Linked DNA regions of Mus musculus: regions 1, 2 and 3 are each linked to region 4. A link is a contact called in public HiCAR-type and promoter capture Hi-C data. All regions are on one chromosome and are shown on one strand. The core of a region is the stretch at or near the end of the contact, and the rest is flanking DNA. Distances in the headings are between cores, read along the strand shown.

Region 1 (3,131 bases), core at 579-3,078, 2.7 Mb after region 4:
CACACCCAGGGACAACTTAACTGTAAGGGGCGGGGAGGTGTTGAATGAAGAACTTAATTATTTTAAGTAGAAGCTGAAATGCCCCATACATATAAATCCTCAGTTTTCAAAATCAGAAATGTGTTATCTATTGGCTTTGTGAGGGCATGAGCGACCCATGAAACTGGAGGAGGCCCCACGTGAAATACAGCTATTGCTACTCTATAAAGATGGCGTGTTATAGTTCTAGGTTATTGATAATTAGAATTCGAAGACTAGAAATTGAAGCGGGGTGGGGGGAAACTATGGAAGTGTTTTGAGTTACAGTGTCTGTGGTTGAATAGTACACGCAGAAATGAAGGTTATGGCGGCTCTCATTTCTTCTAGCCAGGCCTTTACATAGCATAACCTTTGTCTGAGAAACCCAGGGCGTTTCTTTCTTTTTTCTTTTTCTTTTTCTTTTTTTTGCATTCGACTTGGTTTCTCAACAGGGCACATGCACCTCTCCACCTTAAGAGTACAACCACTGAGCTCTGCCTCGAAGGCTCTGTCCTCAGAAGCTGGGAAGTTACCTTCTGGGGATGCTCAGGATCAATGGTTTGTTTACCAGGCTGGCCTCACTCAGCCAAGGAATCTTGTCAAACTTTGGAACAAAAGCCTACAGAGAGAGAAATGGAAAGAGATCAGGTTGCAGAGTTTATCACACTTCCGAAGACTAAATCTTAAAGGGAGTCACAGGGCCAGAGAGATGCCTTGGTGGCTAACAGCACTCCTTCCTCTTGGAGAAAAGCCAGGTTTAGTTGACAGCACCCACAAGCCAGCTCATGACTGCCTGTAACTATAGCGGCAGGGGACCTAGCACCTTCTTCTGACCTCCACAGACACCTGGAGTCAGGAGCACATATGTAGACATAATTAAAAACAAAATATTAAAAAAAAGTTAAAATACTTGACCAGTGCTGGTATTACAATAAGCAAAGTAAGCTAACAGCAACCACACAGCAATCAATACATTGCAAACTATTTTAACACGAGAGTCCTCCAACCATTCCATAAGGTGGCCAAGAACAAATAAGCGCCTTCTTTCTTTTACAGACAAAGAATTCAAAGCCCAGATAGTGTGAATATGAATAAATGGGTTCATGCTTTCTGCCTCTGTGTCCACACTATTTAACAGTCTCTATATTTTAAATTCTTCGAGCTTCCATCTATTTATAAATCCTGTGACACTTCCAAGACCCCAGTTGAAAATCAGCAATCTCTCGTCCCAAAGGCTCTCCACCCTCATCTCTTTTAGGTGGCAAAGTCTAGGAAAGGATCCAGCTTTGGAGCCATCCACATTTGGATATTTCTGATCTACTTGCAATTACTAACCAGCTGCCTGACTTTGGTCAAAAACAAACTAATGATCGCATCGTCTCTGTGCAAGTCAACGCACAGGATGCTATGTGAGATCTGGGATCTCCCCGACTCCCCCCCCCTTTTTTTTTTTTTTTTTTTTTTTTTTTTTTTTTTTTGGTGAATACCAGAAGCCTGGTTTGGCACCTATAGGAGGAGGGTTTGGATGCATGGAAAGTCCCTTGGCTGAGAGCCTGTCAACACATGTCATGGTAACCTTGCAGTTACCAGTCTTCCACCAGCCCCGCGACTCTTCCTGCCTTCTCCTGCCTTCCACACCCTGTGAAGTAATTCCCACTGAGGGATTTGCTTCCCAGGCTTAGCATTCCACTAGGAGCAGATTGCCAGGAGAGGAGCAATCAGTAGAGGGCAGCAGTGACCTCGCGGTGTGGAGTCTCGGGGCGGGACGCTTTGGCCGCCGAGTGCTGCGGATCCGGAAGTGCTCCTCCACAGTAGTCCCCTTCCAAGCCGGCGTCCCGGATGTAGAAGTAGCTAGGCGGCCGCTCTTCTCGGTCGTGCACCCCCCTAAAGAGCTTGGTGCAGGTGGGTTCCGGCGTCCTTCGCTGTGAGCGCTTCCGGCTGATCCAAGGCTGGGGCGGGGGTCGGCAGCGGCGGGCGGGGCAGGCCGGTTGGGTGAGTGGTAGCCCAAGACCCTTCGCCGCCCGGTGACGGGGACCTTTCAAATCCCGAGGTCCCAGTGCGTGAGGGCCGACTCCAGGGTGTACGGCTTTTAAAGCAAAGGTCTATCCTAGCCTCCACGAAAAATACAGACGGTCCGGCAGGAAGTTCTTTCTCGAATTTGCTGAATGACCTCTGTGTTTACGACTGGGATGATTGTTTTCTTGATCCTGCGCTAGAGTTTTGCTGTTTCAGTTAATTAGGATGATATAGCACTTTAAAGGATAGTAAGTTCAGCTAATGAACAAAAAAGATTTGAGTTCTTGGTTTGGGCTAAAACTATAGAGAGATCATGCCCTTTTGTACGGTGCAGGTTATTGTCATTCGACCGATAACTTATTCAGATACCTTTGGGGACCTAGTAACGGCTATGGATGGATTCTGTCCCTATAAATTTGCGTAAGTTGCAAATATAATCATGCAAAAATAGTATAAACCTTAGAGTGTATGAATGCCCAAGTTAAGACTGGCTTAGAGAAGGACGACCAGAAGCAGAGACTTTGACACTAGACTTTTGTAGGAGGTCTGGCTCCACGCTGTTAGCCTGGGACCTAAATACTCTACTGTTTTGAAACTCAGATGTCTTATTAGGTAAACTCATAACTGGTATTAACTTGTAAGGCTGTGACAGTTAAAGAAGGTGCATAAGACATTTAACATTCTGAGTTAGATGCAGATATCAATTATTAAGACTACACTTTAAAATGTGAAGGCTTAATGCCGCATTATGTCACCAGACACAATTTATCTAGGCTTTCAGTAAGCCAAGTTGTTTTTTATTGTATCTGATGCCAGCTTCCATATATTTACAGTTCTCTCTTCTAGGAATTTAGCTGTGTTGTCCTGACCCTCAGGACAAACTCATCTAATGCAGGCTCAGCTTGTACTGAAGGCTTTGTAAACAAGGAAAGTTCTGTAGGGTATCAGCATGGCATTTCCAGAGAGTTCTTAATCTACAGATTTATCAAGAACCAGAACCCCATGGACGTCCCTGAGGGAGATTGAGCCAACCTGGATTTGAGGAAAGAATGAGATAATGTGTGCTCAACGTGTAACAGACACCCCAGAAGTCAAGT
Region 2 (3,405 bases), core at 447-2,946, 2.4 Mb before region 4:
ATGCTTTTGAGTGAGAGTTAAAAACTCAGGTTCTACTTATCATTGAGCATTAAGCCAAGCTATTGAAGATGTTGAAATTCGGGTTTCCTTAGCTATTGAATTACTAAATATTTGTTTCATGAAAAAAATAGTTATTCAAGACTTACTCTTTTGCTCTTTTGGAACCTATTTTTATAGTAGAAAAGGCTGGGCCAGAGGACATGATGATTCATCTTCAGTTCACAGTCAATGGGGAGTCAACGATCCTTTGGGTTTTCTTTTTTTCTTTTAATTCAGGGTTGTGTTTGTTTTTAAATGATACCAATCAACTAACAACAACAACAACAACAACCACCACCTTATTTTGACAATTGACACTGAATTGACTAGTTTTAACTCATCTTGACACAAGCTAGAGGAGGAAGCCTCAACTGAAAATGCCTCCATGAGATCCAGCTGAGGGCAAGCCTGGAGGAAATTTTCTTAGTGATTGATGTGAAAGGGCCCAGTCACCCCTGAGCTGGTGGTCCTATGGCTGGGTGCTATAAAGCAGGCTGAGCAAGCCAGTAAGTAGCACTCCTCCATGGCCTCTGCCTTAGCTCCTGCCTCCAGGTTCCTCCCCTGTTTGAGTTCCTATCCTGACTTCCTTTGGTGATGAACAGTGATGTAGAAGTGTAAGCCAAATCAACCTTTTCCTAAGTTGTCTTTGGTCATGGTGTTTCTTCACAGCAACAGCAACCCTAGCTAGGACAGGAGGCATAATTTTATAGGCAAGTATATTACCTATCACAGAACTTAAGATCAGAAAAAGCATCAATTATGTATTACAGAATTTAAGATTTTTCTTTCACCAGATTTACCAGTTTCCCTTGTTTTAGGTGACTACATATAAAAACAAGGGGTGTGTGTGTGTGTGTGAGTCAGGTTCTCACTAGCCCTGGCTGGTCTGCAGTGTGTGCATGTGTGTGCGTGTGTGTGTGTTTCTTCAGTCAGATTCTCACTTATTAGCCCTGGCTGGCCTGGAGCTCACTGTGTATTCCAGGCTGGCCTCAAGTTCATAGGGATTCAACTGCCTTCCGAGTGCTGAGATTAAAGGTCAAGCTAATAAAAGCAATTTTCTCTTAAACATTACACAATTACTTACAATTTTAAGCGTCCCGGAGGCTGTCAGAATAGCACTGTTAGGTGGCTGCTTCTGGGGAAAGTCTAGCTCCTTACAGCCTGCAGCTACTTCTAAAGTGGATTTCTTTTCTTTTCTTTTCTTTTCTTTTCTTTTCTTTTCTTTTCTTTTCTTTTCTTCCTTTCTCTCTCTCTCTCTCTCTCTCTCTCTCTCTCTTCCAACTCAAAAGCTCTGTGGCAGGCAGACTAAAATGTTTATTTTATAATTGCCTGCTGAACTATGATAGCCTGTTTCCAGATGGTGCCCTTCCTTCAACCTGCACACAATCTCTCCTTGTTAGAGCTATTCAGCCTCCTGCTGATCCAGCTCCCCCAGCCCCACCTCGGCAGCGAGAGGAAATCCTAAGGAGGAGGTTCCTACCCCCTCTCCTGGCTCCAGCTCTTTTCTAATGACGTAATATGTGGGCTGAACTTGAGTCTACTGAGAACGAGAGGGAATCACTCTTCGGACTGTGTGGACAGTCTGTCAGCTGCGGCTGGTTTCTGCACATTTCCATGCAGCAGACAGCACAGGCACAGAACCTTCTCTGCTGCATTAGAGAAGTCCACAGATAGCCCCAAGTTACATAGGTGGCCCAGCAAACTCAGTCCATTAGTGCTGTGAAAAGAAGTTCCTTACTCCTTGGATTCACCGGTCAGAGCAAAAAACGCAGTTACCTCTGAAGTAAAGCCGAACAAACTTCTACACTGATCTCAGAGAGCAAGGGCAAGGACGCACGTTCACGGACTCGCTTTTTTCAACAGACAACAAAGGTATTTTAATATTTCTCTTAGATTTATTCAAAATTCTATGTCAAATGCATCATTGTCCTTTGTACTAGAAAGTAAGAGATTTCTCAGGGAACTTTAGAAGATGCTGCCAATTTGTATCTGAAGGTTTTGTTTTGCATCTTTCTGTAAAAATAGTCATGAAGTGCTTCATATGTGACTACAGATTGAGACATACATGCTGGGTTCTAAACACAAATGCTCTAGTGACATTACAAAATTTTACAAGTAACTCAGTAAATGCCTAAGGCTTACACAGCGAAGGATGTAGGATAAAGGAAACAACTGTGAGCGCGGTGAGTTTCTCTTCTGAACACTGGTGTGTGTGTAAAGACGTGCACCAACTACTGCGATTTTCAAAGTATGGCTACAAAACAAAGCTAAGAGCTGGTCAGCTGAATGCTTGCAACAGAATCTCAGTTACAACTGAACAAAACTCTTCTGAGTCTTTGTTAATCTATGTTATTTCTTGTTATGATTAATCATTTTAAACAATTTCCTACAACAGAAATTTCATTTCAGCAACAGATTAAAGCTGGAAATTCCTTGGAAAAGTAATATTGATACAAACAATAATTAAAACCTCCTTCAAGGTCAGGATTGAGACCTGTCAGGGTCACCAGGATTAAGCATATGAACTCAGAAAATGTCAGTACTGAAGAAAAACTGGCAAGGCCAAAAGCCTGTTTTAAAAAAATAAAAATAAAATAACCTTCCTAACTGTCCCTAAGAGGCAGGAGCATGCCCTCAACATTCTATTGGGGGGCTTGGTTAGTCATGAGAATTATGAAATTGCTACTCACCAACAGCAAGCTTTAACACCAAAGACAGCAAGCGGTTATGGTGGGAGGATTCCCTGACTTTTAATCTTTAGTGGTAGGAATTTTCAACAAACAAATAATAGTAATGTTCAGATTTTGTTTTTTCAACTTTGCTTAAACATTAAAACTCTCAACTCTGAGCTCTGTTAAATACGTATTTTACAGGAGAGTCTGTAAAATCTCGAAATCATACTCCATCTGAAACACCATCATCTCCGTGGCTCCTGCCACGATGAAAGCAAGTCTCACTCACCTATGCAGGCATTTCACAGAGCGAATGCACGTGTGTGTCTGTGTGCGTGCGAACGAATCACAAATGATCACGTCTGTCTATTTTGGGGACATTTCCAGGGCTATTCTTAGGAAGGTCTTCCACCTGGCCAGTCAGTGCTCCTCAGCTAACTTCAATGCCTTTGGCTTCTCTCAGTGCAGGGTACAGCCAAAGGGAAGGGAAGGGAAGGGAAGGCAGCTTTTATCCTCCTTATAGCTGGCAATACAGTACAGAGAAATACTACTAAGAATATGAATATAAGTGCACAAGCTTTTTTACCCCTTTTCTAAAACCCACCAGGCAAAGGCGCAGTTCAAACTTGAGTGACTGTAACTAATTTTCCACATTCCCCTGAGACCTAGGAGAAACCCAACATAAATAGGAAGG
Region 3 (3,315 bases), core at 652-3,151, 2.0 Mb after region 4:
TTCTCGGTTATTGCAGGCGTATCATGACTTATGTTTGTTCATAAATTTACCTCATCTTAAGATGCCACTTCATCTGCTTATTTAGTTGCTATTTAGGGACAAAGCCTCACTAAGTTGGCTTGGCCTTGAAGTTAGGATCTTCCCAACTGTCTCCTCAGCAGCTGGAATAAAACAGTTGCATCCAGATCTAGATCAATAAACAATCCCTAAGATTCCCGCCCCCGACTCTATAGTGTGGCTATCTTCACAGCACACGCGCTTTAGATTCATATTTATCTCTCATCCTTACAGATGAAGCGCTCCAGCAAGCCCTCACATTTCCTGGGGGTGTGGGCTGCAGACAGGAATGGGAAGGAACACTGTGTAAATCGTTGGCAGTCTTGGATAAATATTAACACTAGATTTTGAGTGATGAGTCTGGCTGGCATGCTTATTTTTAGACTTTTCTCCTGCAAGGCCTGAGGGTTCCATTTGCTACTTCTTCTAGTCTACCTTTCTCTTTTAAAAGCTCTGCTTCCCCTTAGTCAGGAGGAGCCAAACTCACCTCAGGAAAGATTCTCTAATGCTTCCTTTCCTGCCTGGTCACGGAGTAGTTTCATAAACTGCTCTGTCCTCACGTACATACATACATACATACATACATACATACATACATACATACATACTAGATACGAAAAGGACACAGACAGACCCAAGAGTTTGTTTATTCAGTGTCATTGGGCACTGAAACTCCAGAACCACAACATAGCCTGACGCGTATGCAAAAAGCGGACTGAAACTAAGCATCTTACAATGTGTGCATTCAGGAGCTGTAAAACTAAGACAAAATCGGTGCATACCTAGCCACTGTGGCCACCACTGTTGTTATCAGCAGCAAGGCCAGGCGCTGATGCAAAGCAGAGGGGGAGGGGACCACTGGGAAACAAAAGAGTCTCCAAGTGGGGAGGCACACGTGTCCTAGCCTTGGAATGGCCTAGAGTGGCAAAATGGTCGCAGCCTTTCCCTCAAAGCATTGCTTCTTCTAGAATCACGGTCACGCCTACAGAGTGTTTCTGGGTGCTCCCAAAGCTGTTACATATAATCTTATTTTTGACCTCTGAAGGAGGCTCTGGACAAAAAGTCTTTTGGCTACTTACTTGGCACCGTAGTTTTGTTTTGTTTTTTAATTCAGAAGTCCGCAAACACTCCCCGAAGTTAAGAGGAACCCAGATAACGTCGGGACAGCCCTTAATTTGTGGCTGTGTGCTCTAACTTTGACCTTAGGCACCCACCTTCCGCAAGGTACAACTTCTAGAGCGGCAGGAGGGCGGGCAGTGCGACCCTGGGCAAGCGTCCCGGGAAATGACCTCAAACACCGAGCAACCCTGCCCCACCTCCCCTGGGCTTTCAGATCGACCCCGACACAAACCCAACACTGTTTACAAAACCAGGTTAAACAGACAACAAACCGTCCTCGGCAAGGACCTCCTTTCCCATGCCAGGCCAGCCACGCTGGGTCAGGGAAGGATCCGCTGATCGGCGTAGGGCCGGGCAGAGGTCGCAGGTCCCCAGCAATGCCCGGTGATGCTCGGCAGGACCCCGGCGGCGGGCACGTGCGGGAACCGGTGAGGGGCTAAGCCAGAGACCCGCCGCGGCCGAGCGCAACCCGGAAAGAAGCGAGGCAGGTAGCTCTGGGGACCCGTCACCTGGCAGGGCAACGCGGTGGCCACTTACGAATCTCCCAGGAAATCGTGGAAGCGGATGCGGCCGATGGTGGTATTGGCCTCAAAGTTGGGGGCTTCGTCCCCGAGAAGCAACCCTCCGGGCATGGCGGCAGTGGTGACGCTGAGAACAAGGAGGCGCAGCCGCAGCAGTGAGCAGCGGGCGGGCTCCTGCGGAGACCTAGATCAGTGCTGGCCGAGTGGGCGGGGCTGGGGCGGGGCTGGGGCGGGGTGGGGCGACCGCGAGTCTGGCGGCTGCGGTTCTTCACGTGGAGCTTGCAGGCAAGGGAGATTCTGGAGCTAAAGAAGGCCACGTGCAATAGGAAGGAAGCGCAAGACCGAGAATTGCGGGGACTTGTAGATCTGGCGGCTCTGCAAAGATGCTCTAGGAGAAGGCGGAATTAGCGCAAATCCTCTGACATTCTCACCCCTGTTGGACTTACAATTTAGAGGTCTTGGGGTATAGCCCTCTTTTACTATGAGCATCTAGTAGTTGGCTGAATGACTGACTACTCAGCCAACCTGGGTTTCAGAAGTTTTTCAGGATGTGGCAAGAACCAGACTTGTGACGTGGGCTAAGTCAGAGGAAGTGGCTTTCTTATTGCAGCAAACATTCTGTACCAATGTCAATAAGAGGGCAATGGAAAGAACCGTTTTTTTTTTTTTTTAAATTTTGCCTCCCCATTCCTGGAGTTCCTTATAAAATGCTCAACACATTATTCCTAAAGTTTAAATATAGGTTTCACAACAGGCTTCTTGAGATCGAGTGTATGCAAGTGAATTCCCACCTGAAGAAATGGGACATTTTGATCCACTGACTTCCTATTTCCTAAGCACAAAGTGGAGAAAGATGCCTGCCCTTATTAGAGACAGATGGCAGACATTCTGCACAGAAACCAGAATCTGTTAGAAGCTCAGCCTGGTGATCGCAAACCAGAAACCCCAACTACTCTGGAGAAAGGAGAAGGACTGTAAATTCTGAGCTACAGAGGAAGTTCAAGGCCAACCTGGGGAACTTAGAGTCTGTCTCAAAATAAAGGGGAATGAGGAAGCAGGTGTGCGGCAGGATGCTTGACTGGAGTGTGGGAGGCCCTAGGTCCAATCGCCAGCGCTAAGGTGTGGTGGAGGACAATGTATTAGAAAGCCCCGAGTCCTAGCTGGAGAAACTAAAGCGAGTTTATGTAAGTTAAGTGAGGCTACCTGGAGGTCAGCTTCAGATTGTGTGGCCCAGCCTGGGGAAGCCTGCAGGACAGTAGACTACTTAGAACATGGCAGGTGCTCTCAGAGTGGTAGCTATTATTAGATGACACAATTCACGCAGTAACTCTCACTTTCCTTATTGCTAGCTAGACACCGTGCGAGGCCTGATGTGAGACATAGTCCCAGCTCTTACAGGAAAAGTGCAGTTATGATATCATGTAAGGTGATATGGACAGGGGAGCTGTGAGTGTTTGTTGTTCGGTGTGAGGAATCCTCTGGAACAGACTCAACGGATTTAAAGGAAAGCGTGTGGCGGTGCTGAGTGCAGCGACCCACTGTACCCTGCGTTTTCATCATGGTGATAAGCCCTGTCTTTGTGTCTGCATGCATACTGGTCTTGCCTGCTTCACAGAGA
Region 4 (3,491 bases), core at 127-2,626:
AAAGGAGCCTACAACAGATGCATCATCAGACTGGTAGACATCAGACACGTTGAATTCTATCTGCTTCATGTCCAGACAGAGGCTCTGACAAAAGTTGTCCTCCTAAACCGGCCAGGTTTAGACTTAGTTTTCATTTCCCAGGGGAACTAGGCGAGTATTGCTGCTTCAATGCCAACAAAGACGGAGTTATCAATGAGGTTTTACAAAAGGTTGGAGATAATTTAGATAAGTGACATCAGGGACAAGAAGCAAATAATTTCTGGTACTATAAAATGTTTGATTTGAAAGAGTAATAAAGACAAAATTCTAGGCCTTTGGGCCCAGGCTTGGGAATTTTGCCTTTGTGACTCAATGCTCCAAGGTATGCTAATCATAAAACAGATATCAACATTCCTCCACCCATCAGCTTCCTGGGTTCAAAGAGTGTTAATTCAAAGAAAGTCACCCTGACCATTGCTGGAACCCACTATGCAAAGGTGCTATTGCTAGGGGCTCTTAGATTGTTAGGGGCTCTTAGAAACTGTCTTGAGAGATAACCTGACACTTGTGACTTTGTACTTCCTTGTGACTCTTAACTGGTATTTTTGGTATTTTCCAACAACGCCCTTCCCACCTCCTTAAGTTGTGGTTTCTTCCTTTAAATACCCCCTAACCCAGCTACTCGGGGCGCCACGGTCCTCTACCCCTGCGTGGTGTATGACCGTGGGCCGAGAGCGCTCTTGAATAAAAATCCTCTTGCAATTTGCAGCAAGACCGTTTCTCGTTGGTGATTTTGGGGTGTCGCCTCTCCTGAGTCAGAACGTGGGGAAGTCCTCACGTTGTGGCTCTTTCAGATTGAAACCTAAGGCTTGTAACCCTTTTTCACTGCCCTGGCCCCTTACTCCTCCTAACAGGACTTCAAAATCTAAACAGAAAAAAAAAATCTAAACGAAAACAAATTATATTCCTGCCACACAATCGGGAAAAAGCGCGAAGCCGCAAGAGAACACAAGTGAGCTTAGTATTTTCCAGATAATAATCCATAGCCGCATGCGCGCTCGCTCACACGCATGCGCAACACCACTGCTCCGTACCGCCGCAGTTTTAGCTGGGCAATCCGCCAGCGTCCACCCGGGGCACGCTTAAGCAGTTGCTTTTCGAGCGTTCCCGGTCCACTAGACCAGATTCCCCGTCCTTTCCCCTTCCACCCTTTGGCTCCATGAAAACGGCCATCTCTCTACTACGTCAGAAAGGAAATCAGCTTTCCACTCGGAGAACTACACGCTCGGCATCTCCGTACAGCCCGGCGCCGGCGCCGGCGCCTGCGCGCGCAGCTGCTCCGCTGCCCCGCCCCTTCCGCCGCTCATGCGCAAGCCCGACCGCCTCGGCGCGCCCGGGTTGGCTGCCCCGGCGGCCTCCTCGGCAGTCATGGCTCCTCGGATGTGATAGTTTCCCCCGCCCCCTCGCGTAGGACGCGGCGGCGGGGCGGCGGTGGGAAGCCTAACTTTATTGTTCCCCCGGCCCGTCTCCCGGCGCGTCCTCAGGATGCTCGGGAGCTGAGCGCCGGGGGCGGCGGAGGGTCGCGGTCTGTCCGGGCCCTCGCCTCGGAGCGCAGGGCCAAGGGAGGGAGTCACGATGTCAGGTAGCCGCCAGGCCGGCTCGGGTTCCGCTGGGACGAGCCCCGGCTCCTCGGCCGCCTCCTCGGTGACTTCCGCCTCCTCGTCCTTATCCTCGTCTCCGTCGCCGCCGTCCGTGGCGGCCTCGGCGGCGACGCTGGTGTCCGGCGGCGTGGCTCCGGCCGCGGGCTCCGGCGGCCTCGGCGGCCCGGGGCGGCCTGTGCTGGTGGCGGCCGCGGTGTCTGGCAGCGCGAGCGCCGGCGGGGCGGTGTCCGCGGGCCAGTCCCGGCTCAGCTGCGCGGCCAGGCCCAGCGCCGGCGTTGGAGGGAGCAGCTCCAGCCTCGGCAGTAGCAGTAGGAAGCGACCTCTGCTCGTCCCGCTTTGTAACGGGCTCCTCAACTCCTACGAGGACAAAAGCAACGACTTCGTCTGGTGGGTTTGCATAGCAGCCCCTGCGTGCATGACCACGAGTTTCTGCTGCTGAGCCTGGCGGGGTCCCGTGGAGGGAGGCCTGTTGGAGGTGCTGGGATTCGAACCTAGAGAGTTGAGTGTTTGCAGAGTTAAGGTTCCCGGTTGGGAGGTGGAGCTGGACTGGGATCCTTAGGCAAAGTGGTGAAATGGGATTGCACAGAAGTGGGTGCTGGTGTCCAGGAACTGAAGGCATTTAAGGGAGTGCTTAAGGATAAAGATGGAGGTCCAGTAAGTGGTTATTAGAAAGGAAGTATTCGGGGTAGGAGGTTAAATCCCTTCTGGTTTTTGTTTTTGTTTTCTTTCTTTTTTTGGCCATCTAGTGGACGAAGTATCAGTCAGGAGTAGTTCATGATTTTCGGAGGTAGAAGACTAGTTAGTGCCTGGTGATTCTGAGGTGTGGGATTGCTGGTCAACACTATATTGTAAAAAAGTAGATGGTGCTCGAAACCTGGTTGGTGATGCTTTACGAAGTTATTTTTGCCCATCCTGCGTTGGAATATGAATTTGAATAGATAGGACACTTGTAATACTGTTAATAATTTTGTAGTCAAAGTTTGTTCACACCCAATTCCAGGTTTCAACTGTTGGAAAAAGGGAAACACATTTTTAGTGTTTCTGTGTTGTATGGAACGATCGCAGCGCTGTGTATACACTGGAATCTCTGACTTGAGAAACGCTTTTACAGTCATTGCATCACAGCTGGCATCTTGAGCGACACAGTAGAATTCAGGCATTTGGCATCTAAGAGGGACTTTAAGCAAAAGATGAATCTGATTGTCTTGAAGAATGCTTTGAATTTTAATTGGGTTTTGATATTACTGGTAAGATTATGAGAGCTTAATGAAGATTTCCTGCTCACAAACTGGTAGAATTCTGGGCCTTTCCTAAGAAGGAACTTGTTGTTTGACTTAATGATGTAGGAAGTTGGCTTGAACAGTCATGCTTGGGGAAGTTAGTTCAGATCACAGTAGAAGATGGGCTTAAATGGTATTATTAAAGATGATAAGCTTAGAGATTGTAACCATTGAGAAAGGTATTAGCTACACTTTCTTGTTCACTAATATAATTCGTAATTTTGCTTTTGTTTAGATTCAGAAGTTGTGTGTGTGTTGAAATAGAATTATAGCTGTGGTTATTTGTAATTTAAGAAGTTTATGGTTGGGTGTAAGAGGTGTTTGCATTCCTTTTTTTGTTTGGCTTTATTTATTTATTTATTTAGAGACAGGGTTTCTCTGTGTAGCCCTGGATATCCTGGAACTAGCTCTGTAGAACAGGCTGGCCCTGAACTCAGAGATCCTCCTGCCTCTTCCTTCTTGTGCTAGGATTAAAGGTGTTTGTCACCACTGCCTGGGTGAGGTGTTTGTATTCTTGTCCAATCAATAGTGTCACATGATAAGGTAGAAACTAGTAAAACAGTTTGCTTTT

The links. Promoter capture Hi-C pulls out the DNA fragments that hold promoters and counts their contacts. HiCAR-type assays count read pairs that join an accessible place to other places.
Region 1: a promoter capture Hi-C map of liver shows a contact between it and region 4, with 2.4 times the contacts expected there. The contact joins the promoter of Pigc here to the promoter of Cop1 in region 4. A contact is called at or near these places in 3 of 39 promoter capture datasets (liver, neutrophils and pre-B cells) and 1 of 9 other capture datasets (adipose tissue).
Region 2: a contact with region 4 is called in a promoter capture Hi-C map of liver, with 5 times the contacts expected there. The contact joins the promoter of Angptl1 here to the promoter of Cop1 in region 4. A contact is called at or near these places in 2 of 39 promoter capture datasets (hippocampal neurons and liver).
Region 3: a contact with region 4 is called in a HiCAR-type map of astrocytes, with 2.4 times the contacts expected there. The contact joins the promoter of Prdx6 here to the promoter of Cop1 in region 4. A contact is called at or near these places in 1 of 39 promoter capture datasets (pre-B cells) and 1 of 115 datasets of contacts at active chromatin or transcription factors (astrocytes).

Annotation. Positions count from the first base shown.
Region 1 is chr1:161,967,360-161,970,490 of GRCm38.p6, forward strand. It overlaps Pigc (phosphatidylinositol glycan anchor biosynthesis, class C), which reads left to right and starts at 1,829. Exons shown (of 2, transcript NM_001039045.1): 1 at 1,829-1,920; 2 at 2,881-3,131. The coding sequence starts at 3,092. It overlaps 4930558K02Rik (RIKEN cDNA 4930558K02 gene), which reads right to left. Exons shown (of 7, transcript NM_001204904.1): 2 at 552-637.
Region 2 is chr1:156,837,327-156,840,731 of GRCm38.p6, forward strand. Angptl1 (angiopoietin-like 1) reads left to right here and starts at 1,697. Exons shown (of 5, transcript NM_028333.2): 1 at 1,697-1,911. All of the region lies in intron 8 of Ralgps2 (Ral GEF with PH domain and SH3 binding motif 2), which reads right to left.
Region 3 is chr1:161,249,309-161,252,623 of GRCm38.p6, forward strand. Prdx6 (peroxiredoxin 6) reads right to left here and starts at 1,902. Exons shown (of 5, transcript NM_007453.4): 1 at 1,714-1,902. The coding sequence starts at 1,808.
Region 4 is chr1:159,230,824-159,234,314 of GRCm38.p6, forward strand. Cop1 (COP1, E3 ubiquitin ligase) reads left to right here and starts at 1,377. Exons shown (of 20, transcript NM_011931.4): 1 at 1,377-2,027. The coding sequence starts at 1,615.